Linked DNA regions of Ovis aries: region 1 is linked to region 2. Evidence: chromatin contacts called from public Hi-C data. All regions are on one chromosome and are shown on one strand. Each heading gives the region's core, a stretch centred on a gene start, on an enhancer-like site or on the middle of the called end of the contact. The rest is flanking DNA. Distances are from core to core; before and after follow the strand shown.

Region 1 (5,129 bases), core at 494-2,993, 280 kb before region 2:
TAAAAGGGGGAAGGGGCTTCGGGTGGTTCAGGAGGGCTTTCAGAGCCTGGGATGAGTGGATGGGGGTGGTTCTGGAATCAGAAGAGGGTGTCTCTGGGTCTTCGATGGTGACAGCTCTCAGAAGCTGGGGAGAAGGGGTACAGCTCCAGGCCTCTGGGTTGGGGAGATGCCATAATCCAAAGGTCTCAGGGCAGGGGCAGGTCTCAAAGCCTCAAGCTCGCGGGTGCCCCATACCCACGGTCTCGGGCGAGGTGGCCTCAGTAAGGTCATCAGCTGGCAGGGGCAGTCCCCAAGTCAGAACAGCCGAAGCTCAGAGGCCCGAACCCGGGGAAGTGGCGCGTGAGCCAGTGGGCGCGGCCGGGGCGGGCGCGCGGCGCGGGTCGGCGTCCTGCTCGTAGCGGTAGTGGTAGCCCTCCATCTGGTCCCGGCACGCCTCGCGCAAGTTGCGCATCCAGCGCTGTATGCCGCGGCGGTTTAGGTAGAGCACCATAAGGAAGATGAGACCGATGAGCGCCAGAACCAGCCCGAAGAAGACGTAGGAGGCTTCCAGCTCCGGGCCGGCGACTTCCACTTCATCCCCGCGACCGTCGGCATCGCCGTCGGCGCAGCGCAGCTGCGTCTCGTCCAAGTCCAGGAAAGGCCGGTTGTGCAGCGCCCGCGGGGCGGCGCAGCGCAGGCGCCGCGCGTCGGGTACGCGCTCCGTGGCGTTGTGTAGCCAGGCCAGCAGGGGGCGCGCGGCGCAGCCGCAGCGCAGGGGGTTGTCCGCGAGCAGCAAGCGCGGAGCCGGGAGGCCGCCATCGCGTTCTAGCGCCCGCAGCTCGTCGGGGTCCAGGCCGGCCAGGGCGTTGAGGTGCACATCCAGCTGCTCCAGGCGCGGCCGGCGCAGAGCGGCGGGGGGCAGGCGGCTAAGCGCGTTGCCCGCCAGGCCCAGGAGGCGCAGCTCGTCGAGCGGAGCGAGCGCGGCGTCCAGCGCGGCCAGCAGTGCGGGGCCGCCCCGCGCCAGCGCGTGGTTGAGCTGCAGCGAGCGCAGCGCGGGCAGCCCGCGGAAGGCGCCGCCGCCCAGGGTGCGCAGCGGGTTGTGGCTCAGGTCGAGCGCCGTCAGGCTGGGTAGCCCGTCGAAGGCGCCGTCCTCCACCACCTCGATGTTGTTGTGCGTGAGGCGCAGAGCGGTCAGGTGCGGCAGGCGCACGCCGCCCTCCACCGCCTCCTCCCCGTCCGCGTCCCCGCCGGCGAAGGCGGCCGCGCGCAGCACCGTCAGGTTGGCGCCCACGATGGTGAGGTTGCGCGCGTCGGGCGGCACGTCCCGCGGCGGCTGCCGGAGCTCGGCGCCGGACGCGCAGCGCAACATCAGCTTGGGGCCGCCGAAGCAGTAGCACTGGAAGGGACAGGGCGCGGCGGGTCGGCTCAGCGCCGCCGCCACGAGCAGCAGCCCCGGCAGCAGCGGGCCCCTGTGCTCCGGCTGTCCCGCGCGCGGGGCCATCGCAGCTGCCCCCACATCCAGCGCCCGGGTCGCGGCGCTCACCAGTGAGTGCGGAGCGCCTCGGGGGCGGGGAGGGGGGCGGGTGGGGCAAGTCCTTGAGTCCGAGCGCCCGGCGGTGGTGGTCCTTCCGTCCGCTGGCTCTAGAGTCCGAGGAACCTTCACTTTCCTGGTTGGGGCGAGAGGGGACAGGCAGGGAGCGGAGCCCCCCGCCCCCGGTGCCCTCTTCGCCCTGCGCACCGGCCTCCGAGTTCCGCGGCCGCTCTGGGCTCAGAGCCGAGTGGGCAGGGTTTGCCTCCCCCCTCCCCGCCTCCCAGCCACCTCCTCCGCCCCCAGCGGTGTCTCCGCGCCCTCCTAGCGGAGAGGCGGGGTGGAAGGCTCCCGAGATCCAGGGCTGTGGGCTGCTGCTCTTGTCCCCCCCACCTTTCGGCTCCCGGACTGCTGTGAAGTTTGACTCTCCGAGGTTCTGACTTAGTTCCCTCTCATCTCCCCCACCCTCCGCGTTTAAGCTGGCTCCTTTCTCTTACCTCTCAGGCACGTGTGGGGCGGGGCGGGACCGGGCTGGGGAGAGCTGGCAGGTGGGTCAGCATCTCCAAGGGAGAATTTAGGGGCAGGATTTTAGAGTTCTTCCTCCAAGTGCAGGCAGGGATGAGGGGTCAGCTGGGAAAGTTCCTCGTTTTTCAGCTGCTTCCTAATTCCTGTGATCAAGGAGAGGGCGTGCTAGGAGAGGAAAATCCCCAGCCTCAGCCCCCTCTTCTGCGACCCCAGTTTCATCTGATCTGGCTCTGTCAGCATCCCTCCACGTTCCAGGAGACCTCCATCTTTTCCACCCCACCCCATCTACCCAAGGAAATCAAGACAACCCCCTTCTTCCTTCCACCCCTCCTCCCCCCAAGTCGCTGGCTGCTCCGCCAGGATTTCTTCCATCTGGTTTTCTCCACCAGGCTGGACTCCTCCCCCAAGCACTCTCCTAGGCCCTGGGACCTGGTGGGCGTGGTGATTAAGCTCTTTGCTGCCCCCCTCCTTGCCCCAGCACCTTGGACCCCTGCTTGATTGTCCTGGGTCTCAGGACCTTAGGGTTGTTGGATGACATCAGCTGCCCCTCCTCCTCTCCAGGGTACCCCACCTGTGAATGGGTAGGAGGGTTTGGGGCTCCAGATGTGGGGAGACCAGAAGCAGATTTTGCACTGTTGGAGTAGGGGGTCTCAGAAGGGACCAAGGCTGAGCTGTTTATAGGTTTGTTTTGCTCTGGATTCCCGCCCTCCCCCACCACCCCTCCAGGGAAGCTCCAGGCCTGATTTAAAGAGACAGGCTCCTGAGAAGGGAGCTCTCCTGGCCTTGGCATGAATTATTCAGGCTGTAGCAGTTGACACTTGATCCTCAGGCCCTTCTGGTATGAGCAGAGCTGGTTGGGATAAAGGCTCCCCCCAACCTAAGAAGCAGTCTGTTTCTCCTGAAATTAGGGATTGCTGGGTTCACTCCTTCCCTGAAAGTACATTTAACTGATCAACTGACAGATCAATACCACCTAAGGAGAGGCCTGGGTCTGAGACAGGGTTCAATACTGAAGTCCAGGGCTATTGATGCTGGGGGTGGGAGGAAGACCTCTCCTCCTTCCCACTCTCTCCCCTGTCCCTGCTGTCACTCCCAAGGTTTGGCAGATGAGAATAGCGACTTGCACATGCATATTGGACATGTCTTTTCAGAAGTGCGGTTGTATACTCACATGTATGCGTAGAAGCCAGCTTAACATGTAAGCAGGCCTAGGTATGTCCACATGTGAGCACATACACGCACTCATGCTCACTTGTGTGTGCCTACACATGCACAGGAAGGCTTGCATAAGCTTGCGCACAGTTCCAGGCAGGCTCAGATGTGCTTCTTACACGTACTTGCAGAAGCATTCATACGTGTGTACATGTGAACATAGATTTGAGTGCATTCTAGTATGTGTCCATAGATTCATAAGCACATACATATTTGAACATTCATACTTCTGGGCCCATGCAGGTGCCTGGGTGTGTTCTCAGAGGGACAAACTTAACAGACTTATGCAAGCACATGCATCCAGAGGTCGGCCAACACACTGAGCCCACTCCTGCCCTCCACCACACCCTTGGTCCATGGAGTTAACAGGGTGTGTTGTCTTTTCTTATATGGCACAAGAGCTCAAGCATGCCATGGACGCTGGGCCCTCAGCTGTTGCGTTCACCCCAGCCCTGGCCCATGTCAGCTCCAAGCCCCAGCTCTGACATCTTCCCCAGTGGGAGGCACTGGCTCTTCCTCATTGTTGTGTTTCTGGCACACTGACTAGCGCAAGAGACTGTGCAGTAAGTGTTTGTAAATGAATGAGTGAATGAAAAGGTCTTTGGTTTCCTGTCCTGCTGCGTACAGCCCCTTCAGGCTCCAGCCACTAAGACATCACAGGCCAGCCTTTAAGGCCCGCTCTCCCTTCTCAGGCCCCATAGTGGCTGGTTTCTGATTGGCTGATGGCCTCCAGGGGAAGCCCTGCAGGGGAGCCAACAGCTTTGGTGATGGGGGTGGGGATGTGTGTACATTTACTAGACACCTCAGTTGGGGAAAGAACCTAGGACCATCAACGGACAGAAAACAAGACAATGACTGTGTTTTATAAATGGGATGGTGAGGCCAGAGGCCAGGGACTTGTCAAAAAACTTGTGGTCCTCAGGCCTTTGCCTGGAAACCTGACCCCAGCACCTGGCCCAGGGCTCTGTCCAAGGTAGTAGGTGTGTCTGAGTGGCCAGCACCACAGGAAAATCTCTTCTTGACCCCAGGGATCTGAGGCCAAGAACAGATGGCAAGTAGGGTCTGGTGTGACCTTGGACCTCTCTCCATCTCTGGGCTGTCAGCTTCTATTTCTGCAGAGTAGGTGGGCTTCTGAATTTGTCATTTCTGGTCCTTTTAGAGCAATTGTGATAATGTGAAGGGAAAATGTTTTGAAACAAGAAAAGCCATATTAGGGTCTAGGCATCTAGCACCCACATGATTCTGGATGAGGCATTGCCCTTTTCTGGGACTAATTAGTTCCCATGCTGTTTGGCTCTGTTCCATCTTCCTTCATCCCCCAGCACCTCAAATTCATGGTAGATGGTAGAAGGAATGAGTCTCCACTTGCTGTCTCTCTCTGTGCCTCTACCCTGCCTTCTCCCCTGTCTCCCCTCTTTCTGCAGGTGTTCCTTATCTCTGTCCAGTTTCCCTTAGAACCAAGTCTGTGAGCCATTTGGGGGTCTCTGTTCTCTGGAGGAACAGCCTTCTGCGTCTTGGGAGTATCAGTGTTTGGTATGTAGTAGGTGTTCAATAAACGCATTCAGTAAATGCGTCTTGAGGCTGTGTGTTTATTCCCTGAGGCATCCAGTGGATTGCTCACTGTTTAACTCTCATGGGGTGCTCTCTCCCCTTGATTCTTTTCCTCCAGTCTAGCCTACTGTCCCTCAGAGCTCTACTTGAGTTCTGTCTCCTCCAAGAAGCCTTCCTGGCTTCTTTCTCTCTCCTTTGAATTTCACTGAGTGATCAGAGGGCTAGAGCTGTCCTGAGCCCCCTGACTGTCAGCAGCTGGAGCTCACGACAAGTCTAATTTCTTGTGTTGTCAGCACACAGCTTAGAGCTCAGCATGGAAAGGGCACCAAGGAAC
Region 2 (4,922 bases), core at 1,270-3,769:
CCTGCTCCTCACAGGCAATGGCCTCACCTCTCTGCCACCCAGTTTGGCTGTTGCAGAGCAGTAAGTCCCAGAGTACAAGTATCCAAAGAAATAGTCCAAAGCAGTTCTAAAGGGCTGTAAGGACAGACTGTGAGTGTTCAAAGCCGGGAGAATGCCACCTACTAAAGCTCCCAGTAAAGGTACCAGTAAAAGCAAAGCCCCAAGAGTTGGGGAGGCCTCAGCTAGGGAGTCCACACCCCTCCCCAATAGGGAGTGACACGGGTGTCTGCACGTCACTGTCGTTTCCTCTGATTGCTCATTCGTAAGCTGTGGCTATTGCTCTTGCCAGATTATTTCCCTTCATGAACCCTCTAAATAAGCTTTGCATATTTCCATTCTGCACATTTGCTGAGGCTGTGCCTTCTGGCCAGAATGTACTGGCCCTTTCTCTCTTAATAGTAATACATGTGTAATGCTTACTATGTGTCAGATACTGTTCTGACACTCTTCGGTTCAGTTCAGTCACTCAGTTGTGTCCGACTCTTTGCAACCCCATGAATCACAGCACGCCAGGCGTCCTTGTCCATCACCAGCTCCTGGAGTTCAGATTCATGTCCGTCGAGTTAGTGATGCCATCCAGCCATCTCATCCTCTGTCGTCCCCTTCTCCTCCTGCCCCCAATCCCTCCCAGCATCAAAGTCTTCTCCAATAAGTCAACTCTTCGCATGAGGTGGCCAAAGTACTGGAGTTTCAGCTTCAGCATCATTCCTTCCAAAGAAATCCCAGGGTTGATCTCCTTCAGAATGGACTGGTTGGATCTCTTTGCAGTCCAAGGGACTCTCAAGAGTCTTCTCCAACACCACAGTTCAAAAGCATCAGTTCTTCGGTGCTCTGCCGTCTTCACAGTCCAACTCTCACATCCATACATGACTACTGGAAAAACCATAGCCTTGACTAGACACTCTTAATATATACTAACTAATTTAATCCTCACAGCCCTATGAGGTAAGTGCCCTATTATCATCACCCTCATTTTATAGATGAGGAAATTGAGGCACAGGTAAATTAAATAACTCAACCAGAGTTACAAAGCCAAGTCGCAGAGGCAGAATTTGAACCAAGTCCATCTGACTCCAGAGAGCAGGCTTATGACCATTACTTTCTCATGTTGCTTCTGTACATATTCCAAGGGCTACCTTAGACTGTCCTCTTTCCCTATCAGAAGCCTTTCTATCTTAAGGCTTAAGAGCTTTCTGTCCTAAGGCTTTCTATCTTAAGGCAACATTAAGTACATTCACACTGTTGGGCAACCATCACAATCATCCCAGTCCAGAACTCTGTTCACCTTGCAGAAATTCCATCAACTTTGACTAATGGACATGACGCTTTTAAGAGGAATATCAGATAATTCTTTGGATTCCAAAGATATTCCTTTTTGCCCTCAAGGTAGAGCAGCAATCATACTTACTTCTGATAATTGGTATCAGTCACCTAGCCAATATAATAAACCCCTCTTTCCCTGCCTGTTGGTTCAGTGGAATAAAGAACCCAAGAGGCCAGCATTAAACTTAACTTCCAGTTAAGTCGAACTATTTTTGTGTCCCCTGTAAAAGTATTCCTCCCAAGGAAACTCAGAGCTCTAACTTAGGAACTCAGAGCTGCAGGAATTAGAAGCAAATTGTAAGAGGAGCTGCTTTCATTTTCATTCATTCATTCCTAGGCCCTTATGATCCAGTATGAGAAAAACAGAATCAGTTTTAGTTGCTAGTTTATGTGATACTCCATCCTGTAAGTCAGCATCCAACCTCACAGTGGGTAGTCTCCTAGCTAGTGGAATAAATAAGTTGTCAGAAGACTGTTTTACAGTTCTGTTAGGTCAGCTAGTCCTGTGTGATGGAGTACATGGCAAAAAATTAAACTCCATGTCCTTGAGTCCATTATTGTACTTCTTTGCAATGAAATGTGTTCCATGGTTAAAAACAATGTTATGTGTACTATTTAAATAATGAATAAGACGTTCTGTAAATCCACAGATTGTGATGCTTGGCAGAACACTGTGGTTAGGCAGAGAAAATCCATGTCTCAAATACATACATATTTCAGTAAGAAAAAAAAAATCACTGCTCCTTTTATGAAAGTAAACGTCCACTCTAGTCATCCTTCTACTGGATGGCTAATCCTCCTAGAAATAGTGCCATGTTAGCAACTCAGCATTAGCCTCTGTTATTGGCAGGTTGGGTGTTCAACAGGACTGGTAGCCAAATGAACTTTGTGGAGGGGAAGTATGTAGTTTTCTTCCCTGCTGCCAAGGCCATTTTGCAAGTAGCAGGGTATCTAACTGACATTCATGGAATGGGTCATCTTGTTCACCTGATCATCGAGAGTCTTCTCTGAAGTGGATAGTCTTTGTGAGAATTCACACGAGATACAAATAATTCTCATCCTATTCATTCTGAGAGGTCCATTCACATAATTCTCCCTCAGTCCTCCCTGTCAGCAGTTTTACATTATGGTTTCCAAGCTTTGACTCATCAGCTAAACCACTGCCCATGAATCAGCACAGACCTGCACTTTTGGCTATCTCACCAACCAAGGAAAATGAACAGTCAGATCTATTGTTCTGGGTTTTATCTCTTGGGAGGATTTCTCCTCCCCTGTCTTTCAGAGCCACCTTTGTATGGAGCTATAATCCTGCAACAGTCTGGTTTTGGTTAGTATCAGCATATCATGCAAAACCATTTGTAAATCCAGTTGCATATTGTTTTCCTGCACCCAGTGGTCCTAGAACATTAGTTATGGGTTGACGGAGAAGAAACAGTACAGCAGGAGTAGGCATCATAGAAATCTAAGCAATGTTAATTCATTCAACTTTCCAGATTTGCTTGAGCTGATCTCCAGTATTATTTTCATGTGCTGAGAAAGTTCTGAACATTCAGGTCATGATGCACAGCTTAGTAAATGTGGTCACCTTAGTGAACTGTGGTCAGGTATTCGGTCTCTACCAACATGCAGGAGTAAGCCAGAAGCTGTTTTTCAAAAGGAAAATAGTTACATGAAGAATAGAGCATAACTTTGCTCAAAATATGATTCTGTAATTGATGCCTTACAAAGGCTGTATTCATAGAATGAGTGACCATTCACTCTATTTTTCATCCAAACCAGGAACATCGTTGAGAGGGAAAAGCATCACTATTAATTATATGGTGATAACAGGCGAAAATTTAAACTGTCCTTGAAAACCAGCATATATGGTAACCCTATCTATACAGCCTTAGACAGAACACAGTTGGACCTGCTAAGTCATAATACCCAATACCCTTGGTAAATTACATAATGCCCAGAGAGCAACTTGCATGGCAATTGGGCCTGTTGCAGAGCCTTGCCTTGCTCTTCCTACACAAAACTAGCAGCCTCAGTAAATGGATCAGAACAGCACAAATATTTTATGTGTGGCTGCCCCCCCCCAAAAAAAAGCCAACAAAGCTTTGTAACTTTTTCTTAGTAGAAGGCAGTGAAAGATGTCTTTCACATTGGAGGTATATTCCAACATGCTCCAGATACCTGGACATCAAGAACATTAATCACGGTGTCAGTTTCTTGAATTTTTGTAAGGTTTACCTCCATCCCGTGGCACAATCCATACTGATGTATCTAAAGTATTTTAATTTCCTGCCCTTTAGCTCCAGTCAACATAGTGTTCTGTGGAATACCAAAATAATCAAGATTTCCAAGGATTAGGTTATGATAGAGCTAAAGAATTAAGGTAGCCCCCCAGGGAAGAGAACAAAGGTATACTGCTGTCCCTGTCAGGTGAAAGCAGACTGCTTCTGGTGGTTCTTGTTCATTAATAAAGTAACATCTGGAACATCCTTAGCTATATCACAAGTTCTAGGGGCTGTGTTGATGTGCTACAGTAAGAAGAGTTCACATAGGGAACAGTGGCTGAAATTGGAGTATCACAAGTTCTAGGGGCTGTGTTGATGTGCTACAGTAAGAAGAGTTCACATAGGGAACAGTGGCTGAAATTGGAGTCACCGTGTGATTGAGTAATTTACAGTCATTCTTTGAGACCTGTCTTCTGCACAAGTCAAATAAACAAGATAAACAGGGACGTTATAGGACTCATCATCCTTCTACCTTTCCAGTCTTTAGTGTTTGCAGTAATCTCTGCAGTTACCTCAGAGATGTAGAATTATCTTTGATTTACCGTTTTGGAAGCAAAATTCCTAGGGCTTCAGTTTGGCCCTTCCTATTATAATAGGCCTCATGTTATTGGTCAGTAAAAAAAGTGTGATTATTTTGTCAGTGGCTTAGTGCATCTTTTCTAATGATGTAAGAACTGGGGAGATAACCACAAAGTAGGTTTGTGAGTTTACCAGGTCCCTTCACCTGCTAAATTTCCATTCTTCCTTTGAATCATCACACTTGCCCACTTTTGGTATGGACCACCATGCCTTTCATACCCCAGACTTAGCACCAATTTGCAGATATTTTCTAGTTATATTTGAAAGCGTTCATTAGCATTCTCTATATTGTTGGAAACGTTCTATAGCTTCATTGTCCAGTATGGTAGCCACTAGTCATATTGAGCACTTGAAATGTGGTTAGTGTGACTGAGGAGCTGAATATTTCATTTTATTAAAGTTTGATTAGTTTTAATTTAAATGTAGATAGTCAGGAACTGAATGAGAAATGATGACTCCCCCTGTGGGCAACTCAAATCACTTTTTTTCCTCACCAGATCTAGAGTTCTTTTGGCTATATAGGTCACCAAAATCAGCTTAATTCATTTACAGAAATTGAAGTTGTTTGAAGCTAGTCTTCGGTCCCTGCAAGGATCACAGTTTTCTAGTTCACACTTCCTTTTTGGATTTAGTCTTCCATTGCCCTAACTTAAAACAGGGCCAGTTGATTGGGGCTCCCTTTCTATGACATACTCTGGA

What was found. Hi-C and Micro-C count contacts between places; a contact is called where the count stands out from the background.
Region 1: a contact with region 2 is called in a Hi-C map of skin fibroblasts, with 2.0 times the contacts expected there. The contact joins the promoter of TPBGL here to the enhancer-like site in region 2. A contact is called at or near these places in 11 of 16 Hi-C or Micro-C datasets (blood, hypothalamus, liver and 6 more).

Annotation. Positions count from the first base shown.
Region 1 is chr15:53,184,635-53,189,763 of ARS-UI_Ramb_v3.0, reverse strand. It overlaps TPBGL (trophoblast glycoprotein like), which reads right to left and starts at 1,743. Exons shown (of 1, transcript XM_015100809.4): 1 at 1-1,743. The coding sequence starts at 1,480. The coding sequence ends at 311.
Region 2 is chr15:52,908,743-52,913,664 of ARS-UI_Ramb_v3.0, reverse strand. XRRA1 (X-ray radiation resistance associated 1) reads left to right here. Exons shown (of 19, transcript XM_060400020.1): 8 at 1-60. Among named protein-coding and RNA genes, the nearest start is that of SPCS2, 32 kb to the left of the region's middle. Within about 2 kb of position 2,519, at least 3 of the 54 cell types and tissues checked have an H3K27ac peak or open chromatin away from gene starts, as enhancers often do.